Linked DNA regions of Sminthopsis crassicaudata: region 1 is linked to region 2. A link is a contact called in public Hi-C data. All regions are on one chromosome and are shown on one strand. The core of a region is the stretch at or near the end of the contact, and the rest is flanking DNA. Distances in the headings are between cores, read along the strand shown. Region 1 holds the start of SORT1 (sortilin 1). Region 2 holds the start of TMEM167B (transmembrane protein 167B).

Region 1 (6,417 bases), core at 3,519-6,018, 350 kb before region 2:
GCTCTCTAAGCCCTGCCTTTTTCTCTTCTAGCTGGCCACTGTGGAGCCTGGCCTGAAATTCCATATGTTCACAAAGGAGGAGCTCGAGGAGGTTATCAAGGATATTTGAAGGAAGAGGGACTGCAGAGTTTGGCCATGGCTCTCTTTAACTTTCAACTTTCCTGATTGCAATTTTTATTTCCGCTCTCTACTCTTGGGAAGACTTTCCCATGGTAGTTGATGTGTGTGTGTTTTTTTTACAATTTATGTACATAAAGGAAGACTGAAATAAAGAGAAACTAAAAACTAATTTGTTGTACTCTGTCTTATGCGTGTGAGTGTGTAAGTGGGAGGTGCTTTTATTAGGAGGTAAAAGAAAAGATGACCTGTGCTGTGCTTTCTTTAAGGTAGGGTGCTCTCTCAAGTCTCTTGAGTCTTCTAGTACTTAGAACAACTTAGGAAGCTCATCCAGGGAGCCCTTGGAGTAAATTCCAGCTAGTAAAACTCCCTCCTGTGGCCTAGAAGGTTCAGTGCCACAGAACATCCTTGTCAATCAAACTTCTATTTAATGGAGCTTAGAAAGATGATAGCACTGATCTCCCGGTCACCTCTCCTCTATAACCCTAATTAATCTAAATAATCATGAAGGACAACGACAAGCCATGTACTACTTTAAGGCTTGTTTTTCCAAGTGACCAACAACACAAGATGGCTCTCTAGTGAGAGAATATAATCTGGTCAACTTTCTGTAAAATACTAATTGACCCCTGATAAAATTCATGATTCCAGTCTAGTTAGCATTAGAATTTAATCAAATTATGAAGAATAGAACTAGGTCATTCTTCAAATCTTAACTATCCATAGAGCAAAGTCTTGTATATCCAAAAGTTATTGGAAGAGACCTTTGCATTTGGTATAAAATAGGGTGAAAGGAAAAATTAACCTGAATAATTGTGGATAAAGAAGAGTTGATTGTAATTTACCTCCAGGAACCTCAGAATTATTTCCTTGGCTCTGAAATCTGTAATGATATTTAAAGAAGAAAACATCAATGAAAAATGTTAGACCAGTTTGAATTTTTGGAAGTAGAAGCATGGTGTATTGAATTAAGAGTTGGTTGTGCCTCTAACATATACTGGTTTTGTGACTTTGTGCTTATCATTTGAATTCAGTGTCCTAAGCTACTCTTAAGACAAAATAATTAAACAGTTGCTGCTCTGCATTGGCAGTCAAAGTTTTCTCACTGGGGAATATTGTACACTGATGAAATCACAGCCATAAGGAAAAGAATCTTTGGTTCTGACTGTTGGAAGAAACTAAATCTGAATCTAATCTGTAGCATAAAATTAAAATAGGTTACAGAAAGGTCCTTGGAGATAATTCAGTTTAGCTGTTTTACTTTAGGAAAAATGGGGAAAATTTAGGAAAATTGGAGCCTACCAAGATTCATTTGCCCAACTTCACACAATTAATGGAAATCAAGTTATTACATACCAGGACAATTTTTATTACGTTTGGAAACTAAAGGATTTGAAGTAACTTGGAATTGCATTCTAAAGAGATGATTTAATATACTGTTAAATTTACTTTCTGGATTAATTTCATGTTCACCTTCATTTTTGGGTAAATGATAAAAACTGGAACTTTAAATTATCTTTACATCCTTTTCCCTCTTTAGTTGGGAATTTATGGCTTACAGTTCAGTAATTCATTATGCAAATGTTTATTGAATGATGTTCTGTCAAAGAATCCAAAGTTCTAGTGTTAAGCTGTACAAGAACAGAAATCCTGCTTTTTTAACTAAACTTTCTCTTGTAGGGCCGACTCAGGTAATGTGTTGTATTTGATGAATGAATCCATCTCTGTTATAGTTGTGTGGTAACACAGATGAATGAAAACCAGGATAGAAATTATCAGTCATCTCACTTTGAGGAGAGGTGAGAAATTTTGAGAGTGTCTGATCTTGTGGTTTAATTTGGGAAGAAAATAGCTAGGAGTAACACTTAGCCCAAAGCTCTAAACAATATGTAGCTCATGTTTTATGAATTCCCTTTGAATAACTGGTGCTTCATTTTTAGTAAGAGTACAACCATTAAAACCAAAGTGAACTTTGTATCTTAAATAATTACATGATTTTGAATAGGCAAACTTTGATGTATTATCAGTTCCAGATTTAAGATTTTCTTTTAGGTATACTCTTGGAATTATTAGGTGACAGCTATTTAATTTCCATTAGCTTTCAGTATTTTAGGGTTGTTATCCACATCCATCTATTCATCTGGCAAAATTTTCTTGGATAAAATATAAAAGTTTGAATAGAGAATAAATATCTTTTGACTGGGCAAATGAAATGGAAATTTAGAGTAAACTGGATAAAATTAACTCCAGCTTTTGTATTGGATAAATAAATAAATACATTGAATATATTAACAAAATTGAATACATTGAATAAAAAATAGAACAAATAAAAGAAAGGAAAAATGTAATATTATAGAAATGTTTACAAATTGTTACAAAAATGAAGTAAAGATCTATTAAGCACCTACTCTGTGCAAGGCATTGTGGAAAAAGACAAAATGATACTCCTTGCCCTTGAGTTTAAACTATAGCTGAAGGATAAGTCACATACTATTATTGTTATATTGTTATATTGCTCTCTATATTGAGTCATATATGTAAAACTGGAAAGGATTCCAAAGGTCTTCTAGTTTAACCTTTTATTTATAATTTTATTTATTTTAATGTTTATAATAAATATAATTATTTATAATTTGTAGCTGAGAAGAGTTAAGTGACTGGTCAAAGTTTAAGCATCAGCAGAGGCCGGATTTAAAACATCTCCATAGTCTGCTTATACTTAAACCCTCTCTTCCTCTCTCTTTCCTTCCCTTTCTTCCTTTTTTTCCTTCTCTTCTCCATTTCTATTTCTCTCCATTGTACCATGCTTTTTGGCAAATGCACAATAAAGGTAATTATAAGATTGTTGAATTTTTAAAAACTAAATACTTAGGACTAAATTTGTGCAGAACAAATGAGTTCCTGACTAAAATTATCTTTAATCAAAGGTAAGCATGTACTTTGGTGATCTTTCCAGGAGGTGGCGCTGTCTTTTTCCCCAAGACAGACAATAGCCCATTCATCCCAGAGTGTCACCCAAACAAAGAAATAATCCTTTATTCCCTCCATTAATCACATGGCTACTACTAGCACTAGCTGTCTTGTGATCTATTTCATAGTTGGTACAGATTAAAAGTGGTGGATGGGGAACAAGAAATAGTCCATCATAGTGGTGTTATGGAAAGGGACAAAGTGTTCTGTTTTTCAGGGAGTCTTTTGTCAACAGGCATTATCTTTTTGTGCCAGTAGCAACTGGAGACTTTGATTCAATTTTCTTCTGTTATCGGTTTGAAAGTACATCTTCATATTAATATTCCATTATTATTTTGGGAAATTCCTGTGCACAATGTTTGTTTCCTAGTTAAATTACTGCCAAAGAATCTTGTTACAAACATCAGGATGACGCATTATGTTTTCTAATATGTTCATATTGTTTCTCATTTAGAGTTACTGCTAAATGGGGGGAGGGCGGAGAATCACCTTTCGCCCACAAATTCGCTTTTCCTGGATGAAAGTTTCTATGTTTGTTATGCTTTGGCACGTTTTCCGTCATGGTGCACTTTTCCTCTGGGGTTCTTTACACTGAAAGAAGGGAGGCACGCAAAAACTTTCTCACAGTAAGGGTGGAGTCGGTATCCCGAATGCCCGAGAACTGGTTCTACCTGAGATGCATCTCTGAGCATCTTGCTCATGTGGGTAATTCCTGAGTTGATGGAAGCAGTGCGGTTTTTTGTTTGTTCTGCAGTGTCCTAGAAATCAAACGTGGACACAATGGACTACGGAATGGACGGCGCGTCCTGTGTGTAAGCGAGTGTGTGACTCGCTTTCACTTCACGCAGAAGTGAAAACTGCAGGCTATCCCTTTCCCCAGCTGTGCCCCGAAGCGCCTTTCCGCTTCGGCTGGGCCAGAGTTGGGCTTCCTCCCGCCCCTCTGCAGGGAAGGAAAGCAGCCATGGAATCTCGAGGCTTGCTCTGCTGTCGGGGATGTTCCGATCGCTATCTGGCTGGGCAGGTAGGCTCAGGCCTACGCGGCGCCCCTCTACCCCTTAGGCAGCCCGGGCTGCAGCCCAGCAGCAATCCTGGGCTGGGCTTTTAAGTGCGCGGGAGTGGAAGCCGAGGCACGAGTCGTGAGCCGGCCTCCCCCTCCGGCCCATCGCGGGCTACCCGATTCCCCGGGGAGGGTTTTGTTGATTGATTTCACAGCTTTCCACATTCGCCAGACTTTGCCTCGAAAGGAAGTTTGGGATAATCCGGGCAAGCCGGGGGCTTGGCTTTCAGGTTTGAAGGGGCCAGGGGAGGGGGAAGGGCCGCTACGGCAAAGTGCCGGAACGAGGACAGCAGCCTCCCCGGGGTCTTCTCCAGCTCTAACTCGGCGAGCCTAGCCACGAAGACGCGGGGCAGGGGGAACGATGACCTCAGCCCCTTTCGACCAATCAAAAAAGCCACTGGAAAAGCCTCTCCTCTCGGCCAATCGGCTCCGTGCCTGGGCGTCCGAATCGAAGACGCCCGAAGCTGGAGGCGACGCCGGCCAATGGGGAGTGGCACCGGCGAGACGGACTTGCAGGCTAACCTAAGGGGCCGGAGAGGCCCGGCAGGCAACAGCCAATGAGGGCGAGGATCAGTGGAGGGGGTGTGGCGGACCGCCGAAGAGGGGAGCGGGCGTTTGAGGTTGCAGGTGTCGGCATCGGCGTCTGACAGCGATGGAGCCGCCCCGGGGAGCTGCTGCAGCCGCCGTCGGTGGTCTCTCGCTTTGGCTCCGTGGTCTCGGCCTCCTCCTGCTGCTGCCCGCGGTCCCGGCCGGCCCAGGCGGGGACCGGCTGGACGCTCCGCAGCCGCTAGCGGCCGGGACTCGGACTGCACTGCTGGCCCGCCAGCCGGGCCCCTCGCTGGGGAGCCCTGTGTGGGGAGCCGAGGACAGGCCCGGCGGCGGCCGGCGGCAGCGGAGCGCGAGCGGGGAGGACGAGGGCTGCAGCCCGCTACAGGGCTTCGAGGCCAGTCTGGTCAACAACACGCACCAGGTGAGACCACCCCCGACCCGGACCCCGGCCTTCTCCTCCGCCGCCCCCGCGACGCCTCCCGCCGGCCGAGCGGGGGTGGGGTGGGACGCTTGACGTGTCAGCTTGGGGCCCTCCCCGCCGCTCCCCGGGATGGGAAGCCCCGGGCCTTTAAACTCCCTCTTCTTTCCCCCGCCATCCCCACCCCCACCGCCCCCCCGTCCCCCAGCGCCGAGATTTCAGGGGAGGGAGCATCAGATCCTGCAGACTTTGTTCCTCCTCCTCCCTCCTGCCCAGCACCCCCAGACGTGCTGTCGGGCCTCCCACGGGGGTGCCCAGCCCTGGCTGCGGAGCCGCCGAACCTCGCACTGGGCATCCCGGGTGGGGGCAGGGGGTGCGGCAGGTTCTGGTTCCGCTGGTTTTGTGTTTCGCCATTGGGGTGTCTTCTTGTGTCTTTATTTTCTCATGTGACCTTTTGGTAACGTGTGCGGGGTGGGGAGCGTAGTTTTTCTCTCCTGCGGCCCCTCCCGTCCCTCTCCATCCGCCTTAGAGTAAGGCACTTCAGCACCTTTCCCCGGTTAGCAGCCTCCCACCCACTCGCCTCCCCCAATGGAGCGTGATCTCCCGGATCCCAGGGGAAAGAGCTGCGGGGAAACAACTGTTTCGTGGCTTTGCGGGCGTTACTGTTGTTAATTTTTCTGGTGCCTTCACTTGGGCATTCAGAAGTTGGAGAGTGAGTCTTTTGAACTTATTTTAAAAAAAAATCATGATCAAAGTTACTTAGAAGTGAAAGGATGGGGTCTGAACTCTGTTCCATGGTATCTGATCTCCCCAAATACCAGGAGCTTTGCCCAAAATGTCCAGAGCCGGTTGAAAATCTTTGACATAATTTTGCAAATAAGATACATTAAAAACCGCAGTTCTTCCTATATTCAGGGGGCAAGGGTCATACAATTTCGATCAGTTCCATTTATGTGGAGTTTGACTGCCTTCTTCCTCACAACTCCGAGAAGTGAGTGGTTGCAGAGAAGGAAACTCGGGCTGAGAACTTGACGAGTCGCACACTAGGGGCAGAAGAACTCACCTCCAGGTCCTGATTCCAAGCTCTGTGTGTTTCTACCATGTCATGCCATCTCTCCATAGGAATAAGCTACAGGACAGTTTCTTTGTAATCCAATCGTTTTCCGGCCCTTGCCTACTTTCCCTTAATTCTGTACAACATAGACAGCCTTAGCCTGTGTTGTTAAAAAATAATAATAATAATAATAATGAAGCCTTGTTTTTATTTGTTATTTTCTTGTCTGTCTTTGGTATATTTTATTATCTT
Region 2 (6,389 bases), core at 2,532-5,031:
GAACAATGAAAGTCAAAACCTAAGAGGGAGGAAAACTCTAGGTTATCTTGCTTAGAGTTGGAAATTTTAAAGTTGGCTTAAATCCTTTTATTAGGATTATAGCCTTCCCAATAAACTCAAGGTTTGTCAAAAATTTCTTTGTCAAATATTTTTAAAATGTACATGTTGCATCTTCTTCAGAAAGTTCAAAGCATTAAAATAAATCCTTGAGTTCCTAATTATTCCTATTTTTAATGCTCATTTCTATTCTAAATGTCAGAAAAAGAATTTCTCCCAGTTCTAGATTCTTAAAACTTCTTTTCACTACCAAAATATTCTGAAAACTTGAATCTCATCTCATATAAACCTTCCCACCTCTTGCAAATTCCTCAATGCTACCATAAAAATAAAAATCTTCTTTTCCTATTCCAGCATAATCTCACCTTTGTAGAACACACCCCAGACTCCCTTCTTCTCTGAGAGCAGCCAGGTCCTGAGTCGAGGCACCTTCTTGAAGTAGGCACAGGTGCAAACAAACAGCAAACCAAATACCAGGATCCCATCCAAAGAATATACTGTGAAAGGAAAAGAAACAAAACTTGGCTCATCACTTATTCGTAGAAAAGTCAGTATCTTGAGCTAGGACTGATGATGCTCCCTTTAAATGGGAATGAACAGAATAATGTACAATATAAACTGGCTAGGCCATCTTTTAACAACAGAAAACAATTTTCTGGTATTAGCAACATTGCCTCAATTCAATTTCAACAAATATTTGTTGAAAGAAAGAGCATGAAATAGATCCCCAATACTCTCAAAAGTTTCTTAAAGAGCATCTTCTTTAAATCAACTTCAACTTTTTTTTCCACCCTATACTTTCCACCGGTTATACTAGCTTGGTAAAACAATGGGTATCAATTATTAATTTCACAAACATTTATTAAGCAACTACTATGTGTCAGACATATGCTAGAGATATAAATTTAAAAAATGGAATAGGTCTAGAGTCTCTCCCAAGGAACTTACATGTTTAGGGGGAGGGAGTAGAAGAGAAGGGGAAAGAGAAGTAATGTAAATATATAATATATACAAAGCAATTAAAAGTTGATTTTGAGGGAGAAAACACTGGCATTTGGGGAGGATCAGAAGCCTCAGGTGACACCTGAGCTGAGTCTTGAAGAAGAAAGAAGCGAGGATTGAGAGAGGAAGATGAAGAAGTGCAGCCCTGCTAGAAGGCCCAGAGTCAGGAAGCAGAATGTGTTGTATATGAATCAATAGGAACACTACGTTAGCCAGACAGACTCAAGAATTCTGAAATTAGACCACCTGAGAGGACTACCCAGGGAGCACCTCTCTTACAATGCCACCCAAATGATAGTATTGAAACTTGCCAACAAGTGAGATATATAGATATACACACCCATCTTTTCAAATATTTAATAAATAATGCATTTGAGATTTAAATGTGAAACTTGTTACTTTTACTATCTGAAACATAAATAAGATTTAACAAAATAGTGCCCCTTCCCCAGTTTAAAAAAAGAAATACCCAATCATCAGTTTTTCTGAAATCAGGCTTCCATGCATGACATGACAAGAGACTGACAAGGCATGAGACATTTTTAACACGTTCTTGTTATAATACACCCATTTTTAAAAAAAACTATACAAAGAAAAGGGAAGTTTACAGCTAAATACATCAGATTTGGCTCTGTTAGGATGATGGGTTAGAGAAGATGGAAAAGTTCAAGGGGCCAGAGTTCATATATGTATCATTACTGGCCCATAAGTAGACAGCAACTATGAGTATTATTAGACAGAATACAGAACATCTAATACTAAAAACCTCAAACTTCTTAAAGAAAAAAAGAAAGTGGAATCTTTAGCAAACCATAAATATAACAAAAAATAAGGTCTGATCTTGAGTTCTGTATTTCATGCCCTTACAACTTGAGATTTCCTTATGGCAGGGTGGTGCAGAGGAAAAGATGCTGGATCAGCACCAAGGAACAAGTCGGTCCAAATCCAACCTAACTAACCTCTCTGTTTCCTCACCAGTAAAATAAGGAGTTTGGACTAAATAATTCTTGTATTTTCTTTCAGCTCTCAATCTATGACCTTGTCTATATCTCAGATTTCCCACCCATAAAACCAAATTTTAGTTCTAAGGAAAATTTTACATCAGTTGGATGCAGCAGTACACACAATCCCGATATCTCCACCCCTCATACAAAAGTTTTTAGGCCTTCATTTAAACTACTGTCTACCCTGCCCGCCTCACAGAAGACTGCCTTCGAAGGGCACTGAACCTCTGTCCTAGAGCTAGTCTTGTCTGACTCCGTGATACCATTTGGGGTTTTCTTGACAGAGACACTGCGTGGATGGCCAGTTTCCTCTCCCTCTCTGATTTTATAGATATGGAAATTGAGTCAAACAGGGTTAAGTGATTTGCCCCAGATCATACAGCTTGTGTGTATCCGAGACCCTATTTGAACTCTTTTTGTTGAATTCTTTCTGATGCCAGACCCAGCGCTTTAACCATTCCACCCTGCAAACCAGAAAAGGAACATATAAGGATTTTTATCTTACTAAGATCATTTAATGCTTCAGGGGCAGATCCTACCCTCGAAGGGGGGGAGGGAATAAAAAGATAATCAGTATGATAATTATCAGGTTACTTAGAAAAAAAGGCATGAGGTCACCCTCCTCCCCATTTCCTCCTATGGAATTCAATCTTCAGTTTCTGAGGGCAGAAATATTTCCTTGGACACAGCTTGGTACAGTTCTGCTTACCAGACTGATTAGTGTAATGATAATAATGCCACGTTTATGGAGCACTTTAATAGATCCAGACTGTCTGGATATGATCAACTGGTCAAAACTGTTTCTTGGATTAATTTAACAAACTTATAAGCATCAATAGCCTAAGATTTGGTACCAAAGGATGTGGACACGACCCGACTGCGATCCTTCCTGTTGGTAGCAGTTCCCCCGGCCGCGGTGGCAAACCACTTTACATCATTCTATTTTCTCTTCCCAATGACCAGAGAGCAGGCGGACGCTATCGCCAGTCATTTTACACCAGAGAAAAGGGCTCATTAACTTGTTCGGGACCCCCCCGCGGGTGAAGGAGTAGGAAGAGACTTCTAACCCAGGGTTTCCCGACTCCGAGCCTCCCTCCCGCTCAATTCAACTGACGATCACTTGTGGGCCTCAGTTTCACCGTCTGCACGAGTCTGGTTCCTTTCCAGCCCTAAATCCCCAGGCTCCAAACTTGTGGAGGCTCCGCTCGCAGGACGCCGACATAGGAGCCCCCTCCCCCAGCCCGGGACAGCGAGGAAGGGGGGGAGGAGACTGGCGAGCTCGGGGCGCCTCCCCCATCCCCCGTGACCGGTTCCGTCCGACCACCCGCGGGCTCGGACCGTGTCTCTGGCCTTCCAGGGGCGGAGAGCGGTCCCCCGGGAGTAGGCTCCCCAAGTTTTGGGACCAGGAGGGGGCGGGGAGAGCGGCCACGTCAGTCCGGGCCCCGCCCGCCTCCCCTCCTCCTCGGCCTGCCACGTCTCCCCTCCCCCCTCCCCGCGCCAGATGCCGCCTCACCGTTCGTCATGACGGCTGGGCCCACCCGGGCCAGGGCCGGAGACCTTGGGGCTCCGGAGGCGGGCGGCTGCCGCTGTTGCGGAGACCGGTTCCCGCTTGACACTTCCCGATCGGAGCCGAGGTGACTGGCAGGGGAAGAACGACGCAGGCGCAGTGAGAGAGCGGAGAGCGCCGAACTGCGGCCAGGCACGGCCAAGGGAGCGCCGAGCGTACGTAAGGCGCGGGGTGGCGAGGAGGCGGAGGTGGTAGTCATGGCAACAGGTTTCAACGCTGGAGGCTGGACTCTCATAAAAGGCGTGGCTCCGGGCGCGTGCTAGGTAATCCTGGGCGCTAGTCCATTGAACTTTGCACGTACCTCTGCGGGTATTAACACACGTACGCGGAAAGCGGAAAGATGAGTTGGTGGGCTTTGTGCATGCTTGCTGCCCAGTTGCATAACCCTGACTCATTCTTATTTCCAATAGAAATTGGATCTAGCAGCCTGAGTTCGTTCGTTCACTATTAGTATCAATAAATGATAGCTCTAATTTCCATTTCATGATAACACTTATTGATTTATTGATAGGGATCATTAATAAATATTTGCTGAACTATTACATGAAAAATCAAGACACTAAGTTTTAGTGTCAGGTGCACCATTAACTATTAACTTTTCTGGGTTTCAATTTCCTCATGTAAAATGGGGATTAATAATACCTCTCTTAATATTTGACATAAAAACACTTTGTAAATTTTTTGTTAACAAGATTTTAAGACGATCAATTCTGATGGACTTAGCCTTTTTTTTTTTTTTTTTTTTTTTTTTTTTTTTTTTTTTTGCTGAGACAATTGGAGTTAAGTGATTTGCCCAGGTCACACAGCTAGGAAGTGCTAATGTGTCTTTTGGCATCAATTTCTTCATCTATAAAATGAGAAAATTTATAAAATAAAGATGACCTTTAAAATCTCCCATTGATGCTAACCAATGTGAAATCATTAAGTCACTTGGTTTCCTTATCTGTCAAACAAGAGGGTTGAACAACAAAAATCTCTAAGCTTCCTTCTAGCTCTAACACTGTGATTCTGAGTCATCAGCTGTTTAAGCAGAGGAGTGACTTGATCAGAACTCTACTTACAAAAGACTAATCTGACATCAATGAATAGGATGATTTGAAGAAAAAAGACATGGAAGCTGGGGAAGCTAGGTATGAGACTACAAAACAGCCCAACATAGAGGCTGTTCAGATATAGGACAGCAGCAATGGAAATGGAGTAGAGCTGATGCAAGATAAATTGTGAAGATATAATAAACAAAATGTAAGCAATGAAAGAGTAGTCAAATATGATTCCTAGGTTTTTGAACATGAATATCACTGATTAAGGAAATTAGGTCTTTTATACAAATCCCCTTTACTTAGCACATAATAAATGCTTAGTAAATGCTTTGTCATTTATTTCAGTCAGTACATACTTTGTCTAATACACTTTGTTAAGATACCTAGGGGATAGAAAGGTTAGACAAAATCTATATGAATCATTTTTGCTGCTATCTAAAGTTAGGCCTTAGGAATATCTCTGAATATAAATCTTTTTTATTCCAGGTATCCTCTGTTCTATTGCAGGCAGCAGATTAACAAAACACAAAACTAAAAATAAGTTAAACAAACATTTAATAGGGATTCAGAATGCCTCAGATGGTGTCTTCACAGGGAGAAATCTAGGGAGATGTCACACTCCATGTGAAGGATGCTAATAAACTACTTCCAGAAGATTCCTGTAAGGGAAAAATCTTGGAGAAACAAACCATGGAACATGTGCAGATATTCTATAACTGGTTCTGGTTAACTAATCACATATTGAAAAGGAAGCTCTTTGATTGACTATGGAGTCATTCAAAAAGGTCTGTCAGTTTCAGTCTTTCATCTTGGCTTAGCACTCTGTGGAAAACTTGGTGCCTGGTGAAGGGAATAAAGCTTATGACTTTATGAGTTCAAAAGGACCAGTGGACCCATGGCATTCTATCATTTGTGTTGGCAGTCAATGCAGCACATTCATGGCCTGAGAAACAAAGACAATAGAGCGAATCTCAATATTCCATCTTTCCAGAGTCTGAGTTTTGTAGAAAAGTGCCATGGGATGATGAAGCAATTTTTGAGACTGACTTTTGGAAACTTAGCCCAAAGTAATTAAGATGCAAGTTCATCTGGCAGTCATATAGTATCTAGATATGAACTTGGTGGGACTAATGCTGTATAGCAACTGAGCTAAATTTTTAACTTAATTCCCAATCTCAGAGATCAAGGTAGTATAAGTCAATATGCCCTGATGTGTTGGGAAAATATTTGTATGTTTAAATTATGCTATATCTTTGAAGCAAATATCCCTTTGTAAAAGCTAATCTGATTTCAGTGGTTAAATGAAACTTATGGTACTAATCACTAGACCCTTAATAATGGGAGGAAAACACATCTAATGGTACTTGAGTTGATGGCAGATAAAAAAAAAAATACACATAATCCCCTTCGGAGAACCCTAAGGGGGAGATATAGCAAACTTGACTCTAAAAGAATGAAGTCAGAGAAAATCATGGTATATATACATCAAAGAATAGAGAAAAAGATTCATGCCCAAACACAAGAACAATAAAAACAAAAAAACTTTTACTCTTAGTAAAACTCATCTCTCCTGGGAATCCTTATAGTAGTTCTGATTCTGAATGCTACCTTAGGTTAGCATCCCCAATGTGGGAAAAGAATTTAGGATTTCTAGGGAATGAAGCAACTCATCATCTAATGAGACTTACTTTCTCTAGAAACTTGTATAGTTATTGTAGA

What was found. Hi-C and Micro-C count contacts between places; a contact is called where the count stands out from the background.
Region 1: a contact with region 2 is called in a Hi-C map of fibroblasts, with 5 times the contacts expected there. The contact joins the promoter of SORT1 here to the promoter of TMEM167B in region 2. A contact is called at or near these places in 2 of 2 Hi-C or Micro-C datasets (fibroblasts and hippocampus).

Annotation. Positions count from the first base shown.
Region 1 is chr4:427,295,009-427,301,425 of ASM4859323v1, reverse strand. It overlaps SORT1 (sortilin 1), which reads left to right and starts at 4,768. Exons shown (of 20, transcript XM_074262895.1): 1 at 4,768-5,114. The coding sequence starts at 4,797. PSMA5 (proteasome 20S subunit alpha 5) reads left to right here. Exons shown (of 9, transcript XM_074262900.1): 9 at 32-289. The coding sequence ends at 109.
Region 2 is chr4:426,943,584-426,949,972 of ASM4859323v1, reverse strand. TMEM167B (transmembrane protein 167B) reads right to left here and starts at 3,781. Exons shown (of 3, transcript XM_074262885.1): 1 at 3,577-3,781; 2 at 423-554. The coding sequence starts at 3,586.